Linked DNA regions of Mus musculus: regions 1, 2 and 4 are each linked to region 3. Evidence: chromatin contacts called from public promoter capture Hi-C data. All regions are on one chromosome and are shown on one strand. Each heading gives the region's core, a stretch centred on a gene start, on an enhancer-like site or on the middle of the called end of the contact. The rest is flanking DNA. Distances are from core to core; before and after follow the strand shown.

The links. Promoter capture Hi-C pulls out the DNA fragments that hold promoters and counts their contacts.
Region 1: a contact with region 3 is called in a promoter capture Hi-C map of liver, with 5 times the contacts expected there. The contact joins the promoter of Tnfaip3 here to the promoter of Tbpl1 in region 3. A contact is called at or near these places in 1 of 39 promoter capture datasets (liver) and 2 of 484 Hi-C or Micro-C datasets (B cells and pre-B cells).
Region 2: a promoter capture Hi-C map of liver shows a contact between it and region 3, with 5 times the contacts expected there. The contact joins the promoter of Ifngr1 here to the promoter of Tbpl1 in region 3. A contact is called at or near these places in 2 of 39 promoter capture datasets (liver and pre-B cells).
Region 4: a contact with region 3 is called in a promoter capture Hi-C map of liver, with 4 times the contacts expected there. The contact joins the promoter of L3mbtl3 here to the promoter of Tbpl1 in region 3. A contact is called at or near these places in 3 of 39 promoter capture datasets (liver and pre-B cells).

Annotation. Positions count from the first base shown.
Region 1 is chr10:19,013,935-19,016,874 of GRCm38.p6, forward strand. Tnfaip3 (tumor necrosis factor, alpha-induced protein 3) reads right to left here and starts at 1,476. Exons shown (of 9, transcript NM_009397.3): 1 at 1,219-1,476.
Region 2 is chr10:19,590,633-19,593,695 of GRCm38.p6, forward strand. Ifngr1 (interferon gamma receptor 1) reads left to right here and starts at 1,317. Exons shown (of 7, transcript NM_010511.3): 1 at 1,317-1,565. The coding sequence starts at 1,454.
Region 3 is chr10:22,729,747-22,732,960 of GRCm38.p6, forward strand. Tbpl1 (TATA box binding protein-like 1) reads right to left here and starts at 1,701. Exons shown (of 7, transcript NM_011603.5): 1 at 1,370-1,701.
Region 4 is chr10:26,372,076-26,375,323 of GRCm38.p6, forward strand. L3mbtl3 (L3MBTL3 histone methyl-lysine binding protein) reads right to left here and starts at 1,997. Exons shown (of 22, transcript NM_001359254.1): 1 at 1,626-1,997.

The DNA.
Region 1 (2,940 bases), core at 226-2,725, 3.7 Mb before region 3:
CCTTAACTTTTAAAAATATATTTGTTACCTCACTGCCTTACAGATAAATTTCCCAATTTTTGTCACAGGATCAATAAGATTCTATAGAACTTACTCATCAAAGTCTTTCCCCCAGTTTTATTTTTCCACTCTGAACAGATTTTTTTTTTTGTCTGCGATGTGGAAACTTATGTATTATTTATCAACAGATACCTCGGGCAACTGTTGGGAAGTACCCCTCCAAAAAAAGCAAAGCAAAGCAAAACAAAACAAAACAAATCCATACAAAGAACTGCAAAAGATCCAAGTAGCATCTCAGACAATAAGAATGGAGACCGGATCAGTTGCTCAATAATCTGGGACATCAGAAGGCTAACTAACTGTGATCAGTTCTCCAAACGGTGCCCCCACTTGACCAGACTAGCTTTCCAAAGAAAGATCAGAGACCAGGAGAAAACAAAGCATGCTCCAAAAAGAGCTCTTAATACCTCAGCTTTCCTGAGAGGCCAGGTGGCAGGATGTGGGACAACGGACCCGGACTGACAACACACTATCTCAGTGTGGAGTCGGGGCTGCAGCAGGGAGTCTTACATGCCACCTAAAGTGGAGTCCCCAACAAGCAGGCCAGAGAATCATTTCTGCATGCATACTCTTCTTAAACTGTGGCAACTAGAGACCTAGTGGCAATCTCAAAGCACGCCCCTCCCCTCCACCTCCCGCCCCGCAACCCTCCTCCCACAGATCACTGAAAGGTTAGCTGACCGAAGTCTCCAAGTTGGATTTGGTGGCCTCTGAGAAACCCATCCCCTGTTGGGCCAGTTGTGCACAATATGGGAAAAAAGCCCAACGCGGTTCTGCAAGGTCTACGTGCCTATGAACACGCTGCACTTGATTTCCAAGTGGGGGGGGGGTGTCACCCACGACCACACGACCTAGGAACCCAAAAGGTGACTGACTATTCATCAGCCAGCTGCAGCTCCTGTCACCCTGCAGGATCGAAAAGGAATAGCTAGCTAACTAGTCGGCTGAAGAAACTTCGGGCTGTCAACCTAAACACCTGGCACCGGGACCTCAACTCCGGCCAACAATACCCCAACTCCAGGATCCCTGCAAAGCCAGCGCAAGGCAGCTCCACACTGAGCTGGCCGTGCACCCCGAATCTGGCTGGCAGTGCACCCCACTGACCGAGGACCCCCGCATTCTGCTAGCCGTGCACCCCGCAGCCGGAGCATCGCTCACCTCTTGGGGCCGCGCGGAGCCCTCGCAGAGCCCAAGTGGCCGGCCGGCCGTCACTGGCGCGCGCCGCAGCCCGGGATCGTGGTCCGGGTCGTGGTGGGGGTCGGGCCGAGGCGGAGCCCCATGGACACCCGATCGGGCTCGCTGGCTGAGGGGGTGTGCACGTCTTTCGGCGGCCTGGCTCACCGCTCCGCCTCCGGCTCCGAAGACTACAGACTGGGCAGTTCCCTTTTTTGCCTTTCAGTTGTATGCTTTGCCAACAGGGGGATTTCCGATGGAAATTCCAGTCACGTGACCCGCGTGGCGCGCCGCCGACCGGCAGAGGGCGCTCTAAGCCGTGCCCGCCCCGCCCGGAGAAACTCCTAGGTCCCGCCCCGGGGTGTCCCCGCGTGAGTCACCTGGGCATTTCGGAAGCTGCCTTCCACGTCACATCCATGTGGAAATCGCGGTGATGGGAACTGGAAATGCAATAGGTTCTTTTTTATAGCTTCTTTTCTGAAGAAAATCAGCTGTGAAAAGGAAGGGAAATTAGAGAGAAAACCCAAAAAACCACCCAGACACACAGGACCTCAGGCTTGAAGCTTGGCTTTGAAGTCTGGGCTGTGCACGTGATGAGCACTTCAGAAAGAGCCCTCCGCAGGGTCCCGAAGGGAATTGACAGAAAAAGCGGCAGGGTTCTCCAAGCCATGTGTCAGCTTCAGGTTGGATGCAGTGCAGAGTGAGATCAGACCCCATGGTCCTGCAGTTTTTGAGTTACGGGGGGTGGGGGGGGGCAAGGTCAATTTCAGAGAGAATTAGATTCGCCTCCCCCACCCCCACTCCTACACACCCTCCATTTCTCCTTTATTTCCCTGTTCCAAGGAGCGTTTTAAAGTTTAGAAATTTCTTCAAGTTTATTGCTGGCTTTCCCCGATCCTTCTACAGTTGTTTTCTTAAGTATTGTTTGGCTGGCCTGAGAATTAGTTCGCCCCATGAAGCCAATGGAGGATAGCCTTCCACAATGCCCTGATTGATCCCCGACTTGCCTTTCTTGAGAGGGGAGAAAGCTTCGCTTCACTTAGACAGGGGCTTGAGCTCTGCAGAAAGAAGCGAAAATGCTTTTACCTTTCTGGAGAAAGTGGAGTGTGTATGGGGGTGAGGTGGGGTGGGGTGGGGATACTCTCTGCAGAGCTACACACTAGAAACTGAGGTGGCTTCATTCACTGGCCAGGAAGGGCCACTCTGAGAAGGTGACATTGAAACTCTGTGACAAAGAAACCTCCAGGCAGTCTAGAGATAAGACCTCAAGGGTCAGCCACATTTGATACATCAAGGGGCTGAGCAGAGCTCTCTGGGTGGTTGTGCTGGGGCTAGGGTGCAGGGTGTGAGGCTCTTCCCGGAAAGGAGCCGGGATCTGTTTGAGGGACCACGGGAGGTCTGCGGAGTGACCTGATGTTATTTTAAATAGTGTTTAGTGTGATTAATTTACTCTGTGTGTGTGTGTGTGTGTGTGTGTGTGTGTGTGTGTGTGTGTGTGAGTGTGTATCTCTAGGGTCCCCTGGCAGGATTCCTAGAAAATAGCGCAAACCAGATAGAAATACTCAGTGCCACTGGGACTTCAAGTGTGTTTGCCAAGTTGCCAGACTGTATATTGCCCGTTTGAACTAGAGACATGTGCTTCTTTCCCCAGTAGTGACTGGGCTAGAGGACAGCATTTTCTATTTGTAATGAGAGGCTTGAAGCAAG
Region 2 (3,063 bases), core at 67-2,566, 3.1 Mb before region 3:
CACCAAGGGTGAGACATTTGCTGTGTACCTTTTTCAGAAATGCAGAAAACTGAAGTCTAACCTGAATCATATGTACTGAATCTGAACCTGCACAAGGTCACCAAGATTTATCCTGACGTCAAAGTCTGAGAAATGCTGGGCTATTAGCATAATTAATTCGTTAATTAATCAAGACAAATAACAAGCCTTAGCTGGTAACTCCAAGTCTGCAGAATGTCTTCATAACATTTTGCTTGGAAGACTCAGAGAATGTCATGCCAGTATCTCTCTCTACGGTATAGAGCTTGCATTCTAGGAAGCAGAGAAAATCAAATCAATATGCATATTGTAGGAGGGGGTGCAAATGTGTTATTAAAAATAAAGTGGAGTAAAGAGAAGGGGAGAGTGGGTTGCATTCAAATTCCTTGCAGACATGGTGATAAAAGAGAGCTGAGGCGAGTGAGGCAGCACAAGAGTGTTGTCTATAGTAAGTGCAAGGTCACTAAAGTGAATTTAGGGGAATGAGAGAGATTTAAACTAACCGGTGCGGTCAGAGAGGCAAGAGGGACGATCTCTTGATGAAAGACTACTTAGTGATCCGCCCTTTGACATTTCATCATTAAAATGGGCATGTGCTTTTTGTGGTGGTAGTTTGTTTTTGCTAAGAATAAAGTGCTAGCCAAGCACATTGGATTTGCGTTGTGGGAGTCTGAACAAACTGTCTTGAAAACCAGAAGTTTAAGTTCCGCGGACAAAACTGGTGGGAACTGGAGAAGGATTTTTGTAACTTCTCTAACACCTCAGGCTCCAACACGCCTCATGCTGAGGGATGAGATAAGCATGGTGTCTGGTTGTGGACTGAGGCAAAAATCTCCAACCCCAGGTTACTACATAACCAGAATGAGGAACTGAGGAAGGTAGTGTCAGGCTGAAGAAGGTAAGGTTCCGGTCAGAGTTTCAAACGTATCCACAGTCCAGGTCCTGAATACAGAGAAGAGCCCACAGTTTCAAACCTCAGGCTAGTCCACCCCTTCTCCAACTTAGTGAAACTTCTCCGCCCACGCAGCGCACTGCCTGGCTCCCCAGTCCAGACCTCGCCTATAACCATGTCCTAGTCCACTTTAGACCCGCCAAGACACGCCTCCTTGTATAGACCCCGCCTCACATCCCACCTCTACTCCCAACCTCCAATCAACTCTAAGAGATTGCGTATTGGTCCCGCCTCTCTGGCTAGACCCCCGCCCTGAGTCCGCCCCTGAAGAGCTGCCTTTTAACCCTTTGCCCCGTGAGGCTCCGCCTCCCACTTAAGCCACGCCCCTCAGTCCCAGGCTGGTCTCTCAAGCTTTGGTTTTGGCCCCACCCAGCTCCCCGGCAGGCCGCTTGCGGACTTGGCGACTAGTCTGCGGCGGACGTGACGCCAAGGCCAGGCCACGGGCAGCGCGGGTCCCCTGTCAGAGGTGTCCCTCGCGCAGGAATGGGCCCGCAGGCGGCAGCTGGCAGGATGATTCTGCTGGTGGTCCTGATGCTGTCTGCGAAGGTCGGGAGTGGAGCTTTGACGAGCACTGAGGATCCTGAGCCTCCCTCGGGTAATCTCTCCGAGCCGCTGCGGGCTGGGGCGGGAGGCCAGGCCGGAGGCGCCGGGCTGGGAAGTCCCTGCGTTCCTGCTGCGCCGCCCTGGGCAAGGCAGCCCCAAGGGGCCCCGGGGGCTCCGCGGTTTACACGCCGCTTTCGCCTCTTCTTTGCCGACACAACACAAATCTGTGGTCTGTTTTACAGTTAGTTTCCACGGCAGCGTTTGGCATTGTGTGTATGACTTACAGACTTTATTTTCAATCTGTAGTCGGAATCCTCTGAAGGAAAAGGGGTGCCAACGGATACTAAGAGATTCTGATTTGTTTGTTAGTCTGGCGTTTAAGTGTTGAGATGCAAGGGTTCTTCTCGTAGCTTAAATCCTCAGAGCCTTTGATTTCAAATGATTATATATTCCCAGGACATATATGCTGGGAATAGTTCCTCTTTATGATTAGAGCTCTAGAGACAGCAATAAAACTTTTCATGCCCTTCCAGTCCCTAATCGTAAGTATCTGAGAAGTTCCCAATCTCCAGCTGCTGGAAGGCATGGGGAGACCTCTTTAACTCTCAGGCGAGTTCCAGCTCTGAACCCCTCCTATGGTTTCCAGGAGCTTCAGTTAGGCGTGCAGATTCCAATCCTGCCTTGACCTGATTTTCACAGTAGCTAGGATGTAACCACCTAGATGTCAGATGAAGGAAATGAGGTGCATGTTCAAACTGAAGTTCCACTGAGCTATAGAGAAAAATGAAATCATAATTGCAGAACAGTGGAATCAGAAAAAGTGTTAGTTGTGTTACACAGCCAGATTAAAAAAGACAATTACCATGTTTTCTTATGATAAATCAACCCCAGAGAAGTGTGTGTAGGAAATCATGAGAGGGGAGGAAGAGATCTTGAGGAAGAAGAGTTTAAAACAAGCAAAAGCAGGGTAATAAAACTCATGGGACATTAATGTAGAAGAGAGGACTCTTGGGGGAGGCAGGTGACCAGAAACAGAGAGCCAGGAGCAACTAAGGAATGAATCAGAAGCAATAATGGTATGTATGCAATATGTATGAAAATGTCTTATTAAAATCTTGTGCTTTCATAATTTAAAATTTTAAATTAAATATAGGATGCATGTATGGAAAAAAATTAAGCAAACAAATCCTTAGACATCCCTTAGGATAGACATGGTACCAAGGGCTAGGTAGATGAATTATAGTTATGACTTACTGAATGCTGGGCACTGTCTATTTTCACATAACAGATCTATTTCTACAGTCACCTCTACTAAAAGTGCCACCGGTATCTGCATCCATGGTGAGGCACACGGGGCTGCCCAAGTGGTAGGAGCCACTTACTAGGTGGTAGAGTACAAATTCTTAACCATCCCACTGCCAGCAATTACCAGGGGGAGTCGCCTGTCCCTGTTGTCCATTGAAGTACACTGTGATCAGAGATTGAATTTACTTTCAGGCTGCTGGAAATCAAGACTGGGTACCTAACCTCATTCAGGGGACTCTGGGAAG
Region 3 (3,214 bases), core at 451-2,950:
ACAAGAGGACTGGCAGTAACGGTGACATCCTTTTGCTTAGGAGAAGCAACTGAACCTGTGGTTGACATGTTGTCTATGTGATTATCAATCCTGTTTGCATCATTAATCTTCAACTGTATGAAAAGCCTTGCTCCTACTGACCATAAAAATGTTATCACCGTAGAACGTAACCTTTCCGGACCACAGACATACTTCACTTACTGATGGGAAGTTCAGTTTTGTTTTGTTTTTTGAGACACGTACTATTATACCCCTAAGCAGGCCTTGGACTCACGTTCTCCTGCCTCAGCCTCCCAGAGGCTGGGATCCCAGGCATGTGCCACCACACCCAACCTAATATGGTTTAGCAAAGTATAAAACCAGTGGTCTGTGATGCAAGGCTTTAGAACACAAACTGATGAATATTTCACGGGGCGTATCCAAACCCTAAATAATTCTTTCAATCAGACAGTGCTAAAAGTCACTTCTTGATTTGAACGGACTGCTGTTTTCTCAAACTTGGAAAGAGACTGCAAATTCTAGCCAGAAGATTGAATGCCCTCCTTATTTACATTTCCCTTTTTCAATTACCTAAGGGAATCTGTTATGGCTTCACACACAAGTCGCAATTCTAAGCCATTCTTCTTAACCACAAGTATGCCAAGCTCACACTAGTCACTGCCAGTCTCGCTCTGCAGGTGACAGATGCAGTAAAGCTCACAGATGTGGACTGGCTGCAGCTTGACACTCGGTGCAATGTACACCCTGGCAGAGCCTGCAGATGCACAGCTAGCTCAGCAAAGGGAGTGTTTTCTATTTCAGTCATTTCCCATTTTATATACTTCTAGGACCCGTCCAGACGATTATGAAGCGATTACCGCCCCCCACCTTCCCACCTCTCATCCCTGCTCAACCCTATTCACAATTCATTTCTATCTTCCCGCGTTCCAGATCCTTCTTGCCGAAGCTTAATTCGGCCACTACTATTATTATAGAGTGGGGCTCCCGGCAAGTGCCAGAAGCGAGAGGCGCCGGCGCCGCTATTTAGGGGAGCCTTCGCGCAGCTGCTCCAAGTTTTCCGAGAAGCCACCGACCCCTCGCTTAGTGTCACGGTCCCTCTTTCCCCCGGGAGCGGGCTCCAGAACCCGGTCCATCCCTGCCCGCCTTCCACCGCGAGGCAGGCGCGCCCCACCCCCACCCCGTTATCCCTACTGGGATGCCCGAGCCGCTTGGCCCGTCCTCTCCACTAGCCGGTGGCCCGCGGCGCTCCCGTGCTCGGGTCCCCGCCTCGCACAGCTTCCCCGCAGCCCAACCGGCGCGGAGACGCCCCGCGGCAGCTCCAGGCCCCGCGGGCCCCGCACCCCCATCCCCGGACCGCCGACGGGGTTACCGTGGGAAGACGGGGCGGTCGTAAAGGACACGGCGGCAGCGCTGCTGCTGGTTGCGTCGGACGCGGAGAAGAAGCTGGAGGACAAGGATGAAGATAAAACGGGTCCGCTCCCCAGTCTCCATGGAACTCCCGCCCAGGCCCGTTGCTAGGAGCCCCCCAAGGCTCGAGCTCGGTTTCTCGCTTTGTTGTTCCGGGTACAGGGCGGCCGCCGCTTCCCCCGCGACAATAAATAGACTAGACGCACGGGGGCATAGAGGCGGCACGAGGCGGCTAGAGCGCCGCCGGACCCAGGAGCTCCGGGGATCCCGGCTAGCCACTCACTTCCGGTTCTCGCTGCTCCCCTCTCCGCCCCAACCCCTAGCTCCTTCCGCCTTCCCGAAGCCGCTGGCGAAGTCCTCCTCCTGCCCGCGGGCTGGGCGAGGCGGAAGTGGCCGGAGGGCGCTGGGTACCCGGGCTGCGCTTCCCTGAGCTCGCCCGCCCGGGGTGGATTTGAAGCCCCCGGTTTATTTTCCAGCTCCTCGTTGGCGAGCAGCATGACACAAATGGGCTTTCATTTTCCTGTAAACCAGAACTGTGCCTGGCACCCAACCGCCTGTACCGACGAGCTCAGCTAGCAGCCACTGGGCCCTTAGTCGTGACCCCGGGGTGACGGGGATCCCGGCCTTACTCATCGAGGGCCCCCGGCGGCGTGGCGGGAGCAACAGGGCTAGCAGGACGCTGGCGACGCACACTCGCTGGCTTGAACGGCCGCACCGGGCGGAGTGCGCCCTCGGGATGGCTTGGGCCGTGCTGCCCGAGGAGCGAGGCTCATAACGGCCGGAGCGCAGCCGCCCGCGCGACCCAGCTCTTGCCCTTGTGGGCTCGCTCTGGCCGGTGGTGGAGGCCAGCGGGTTAAAGGTCACGTGAGCCGTTTCCTTAGGTGGCTTGGCCTCTGACTGGAGCCACTTGGCCTTTTGAGAATGACTTAGACTGTCATCACAGGGTTTAGACGTGCACACCTAGTAGGGAAGTTTAAGTATTTGAGGGATAGCCAAGGATGCCTCTTTATCTCTCCTCCCTACTCTTAAAGTGTGAAAACGCGCGCACAACACACACACACACACACACACACACACACAGCGCACTCGAACGTTTTAAAGCCCTGAAGGACAGATTTGCTTCAGTTCTCACTTTTATTTATTTATTTTTTTGAGCAATATTAAATAGGTGTACTTTGTGTGGGATAGGACGAACAAGAAGCTGGGTGAGAAAGTCATGCCTATGGTGACTGATTTTGACAGATTTAGAAGGGATGGCCCTGAGAGGAGAGGAAAAGAGGATGTTGTGGTCTGGCTACACTGGGGCTGGCTACACTGGGGCGTGGAGGTGTTAATAGGAATAGGGCATGGCGAGTATAGCTAGGAGAAAGTGACAAGATAAAGTTGGAGGGGAACGAAGACCCAAACTCATCTGCACCTTGCAGACAGGAGTTTGGATTCTCTCCCAAATGGAGAGCAACGGGGTATGGTTTAAAAAACAACAACAAAAAAAAAAAAAACAAAAAAAAAACAAAAAACAAAAAACCGATAACCAGAAAAAGCTCTATTTTTAGGGGCTACTGCCCTGTTTAGAAGGCAATTTTACAACAATGGCGACTGATTCTAAGGTCTTTGATACTTTCCTTCAGGCAGCCCAGCAGGATACCTGGAAAGTGCCCTCTACTTTGGGCTGCCTTTTGTTATAGCCAAGGAGCCTTCCTTATAGAATTGGATATAGTTGGCTTGCAAGTTCCACTTGCTGTGGTGCTGGTTTTGATTGTTAGCTGATTGGATTATTCTTTCACCCTAGATGATTAGTAAAGTGCAC
Region 4 (3,248 bases), core at 747-3,246, 3.6 Mb after region 3:
TAAAGCCCTCGCATCCATAATATACAATTCAAACTCAACACCCATCACACCACACTGCACTGTGTATTCAAATTAACTAGGTACATGTAAGGTGAAATTAATTTTAATCACTCACATCATTCCCGTACTCTAAACCACATAATAAAAATTCCCATTGTAAATAAGACTGTTACCCAAGCACCAGGAGGGAAATACAAATTCAACTCCAGCCTGAGCTACATAGATGGATGGACCCTGTCTCTTTCACTGTGACGGACAGGTGGTAATTACAAGAATGATTCTATACAACCTTAATCCCTCCTGTTTTTATCCTTAAAATTCAATGTTTTTTTTTTAAATACAGAATACACACTGGGAAATAGTTATGTAACCCATGCATATATAAAGTGGTTTAAATCGTAAATTATACAAAGTATACTGAAATAAATGTTTTTACTCAGTGAATCAAAATTACACCGTTACGAGAAGATACTATGTATTTTATGAGTATATATTATGTAAGTTTATACGTAAATTGTTGAATAATTTGTTAGCCTGAGATTATATGCATCAGAGACACATACAAAATGATCAGTTCATATAAAAGCTAATTTCAGGTTTGTTTTTTTTTCAGTTTTTTGCAAAGTGCTAAGCACAGGTTTCATTTTGACTTTTCCTTAACATTCCGAATTAAGCTACCTGCTATGAGTCGTAAGAGGGGAAATAAAAAAAAAAAAAAACGGAGGTACAGATGATGGTAAACAGAAGACAAACTTTCTTATCTAGGGAGTGTCAATCTCAAATCTCAGAATAAAAAGCTTTGGTTTTCTTACTGTATGCAAGAAAGGATGGAAATCACAGGGTCCGCAAGCTTAGACGTCATTGTTCTCTGATTTACAAAACTTCTATTTCGGACTAGCATCCTTTCTCACATCTGGCTGCAACTCAGGTCTTCTAATTACTTCCACGTCTAAACGGACTGCATGTAGCTACAAGTAAAGGCCAAACTTTGGTCTTGTCTCTCGAACTTAAGATGCGTTTAACCACTAGAGGTCCCCCCTTGGCCAGTTTTGCAGGCTCACTATTTTGCTGCACTTGAAACTTTCCGGCTCTCTACTCGAGTCAGTGTTTTTCTAAAAACTTGCGCAAAAATCCACGCAACCGAGGTAGCCAGTACAGAGCTTCCCGGGCTCCCCACACCAATAAAGGCATCATAACCAACCACCTACGAAAATTGAAATGAAAATTCAACTCACTCATCCCAGGCGACGCACCTCCCCCCCCCCCCCACACACACACACACTCAAACCGGTTTCTTATTTCTCGTCTCAGTTTCCCTTAACTTAGAACAATTCTTTAACATCTATTTTTGTTCCTGGGCACTTTGGATGATCTTAAATGCATGCTTTTGGCGGTAGCCCCAAGGTGGCAAAGGAGCGGGCCAAGGGATGCAGAAGGCGGGGGGGATGGGCCCAGCAAACTGCGCCCGAGAAAGTTGCATAAGGAAAGAGACTCCGTTTTTCGGGTCCCCCCCCCCTAAAAAAACAAAAAAAAGAAGAAAAATAAATCAGCGGGGAAAGGAGAGGAAAAGGAAGCTGGGCGGTGGCTGCAGGAGGACAGAGAAGGAAAAACCAAAGCGAGTTTACCTTCGTGTCCCCGTGGAAGGGTGGGGCAAGAGCCCTGACCCACGCGACCCGGCAGTGCGGCTGGATCTCCCACCCGTTTGGTCGGAGCGCGGACGGACAGACAGACACCACGGCCGGACGCGAAGAAAGCCGCCACGCTGGTCAACTTTCTCTCACGGCCCCGCGGTGGGCCGTGATCGGATCAGATCCGATCGTGAGGTTCGGGTCCTAGAAACCCCCACACACATGCACTTTTTTGCCTTTTGGATTTTTTTTTCCTTTTCTCTTTTTCCCTTTTTCTATTCTCCCAAGAAGGCGATTAAAGTTTTCCCTCCGCCAGTGCGCCCCTGGCCCCGCCGCTCTCAAGTTTGCCTCCTCCTCCGGCCGGCGGCTGGCTGGCTGGCGGGGCGCGCGGCGGATGCCTCCGCTCCTGCGCTTCCCGATCCCCACCCCCGCCGGCCTCTACTTCCCCCGCCCCGCCGCCGCTGCGCGAGGCCGGCCCCGCCGGGCCCAGGACGCGAGCGTGGACCAGACAGTAGCCCATGAGCGCAGATCGGCGCACGCACGGGTGGCGAGGCGGACCCCGGCCGCCGGCCTCGGCCACCCGGGGCGGCGGTAAACAAGTTGCAGGCTCCACGGCCCCCGCCGCAGCCCGCCACCGCCTCGCCTCGCCTCGCTCGCACGCCCGCGCCCGCACCGGCGGCGCTGCGCGGAGAAGATCGCCGCGACGGTGCGGGTGCCCGGCCCGGCCCCGCGTCCTCCACCCCGCGGGGACGGCAGTGTCGAGCCCGCGCCGCCGCGTTCCCTAAAAGCACTTTCCTGCTTCCAGCAGGAGGAAAAAAAAAAAAAAAATCCAGCGGAGGCTTTATTTCTTTCTTCTTCTTCTTCTTCTTTTTTTTTTTCCGTGCAACTTTCCCAAAATGGCGGAAATTGGAGGCGATCTCTAGGAAATTCTCCCACAGTCGGCGGCGGGGAGCGGGGAGGTGGCGAGCGGGGAGAGCACACACGCAAACTCTCGGCCGCCGGCCCCGCCGCGGCTCGGGTGTGCGTGCGGGTGCGGGTGCGTGTGCGCGGTGCGAGTCGCGGAGGGAGGCCTCTCGGCGCGCGCTCACACTCACACCGACACACACTCACCGACACATACACAGACACACACAGCCACAGAGACACACACTCACACACACATACACACACACACACATACACACTCACACACATACACACACACACACACACACACACACACACACACACACGGCCGCGCCAGCGAGACGCGCCTCTGCCACATTCAACCAGTCGGTTCTCCGCAGCCGAGCTGGCTGGCGAGCAAAGTGGCCCGGCCTCTTTTCCCACTGCCTCGGTCTCCCGTACTTGGACTTGTCGCGCTCGCCCGCCCGCCCGCTCGCTCGCCCGCCCGCCCGCTCGCTCACCCGGTGCGCGCTCGGCACAAAGGCCACACGGGCGGAGGGGGCCGCAGGGGCGGCGCGCCGGGGCTCGCGTCCTCCCGCCGCCGCACCGATCGTGCCCGCGGTCCCCTCCCGAAGCCGCCCCCTCCCCCCCTTAGGCTCAGGCCGACCGCGCTCGGCGCCCCCGGGGAGGCTGCGGCTCCGCCGCGTTTCCCCCCCACCGCCGCCCCGGACTCGC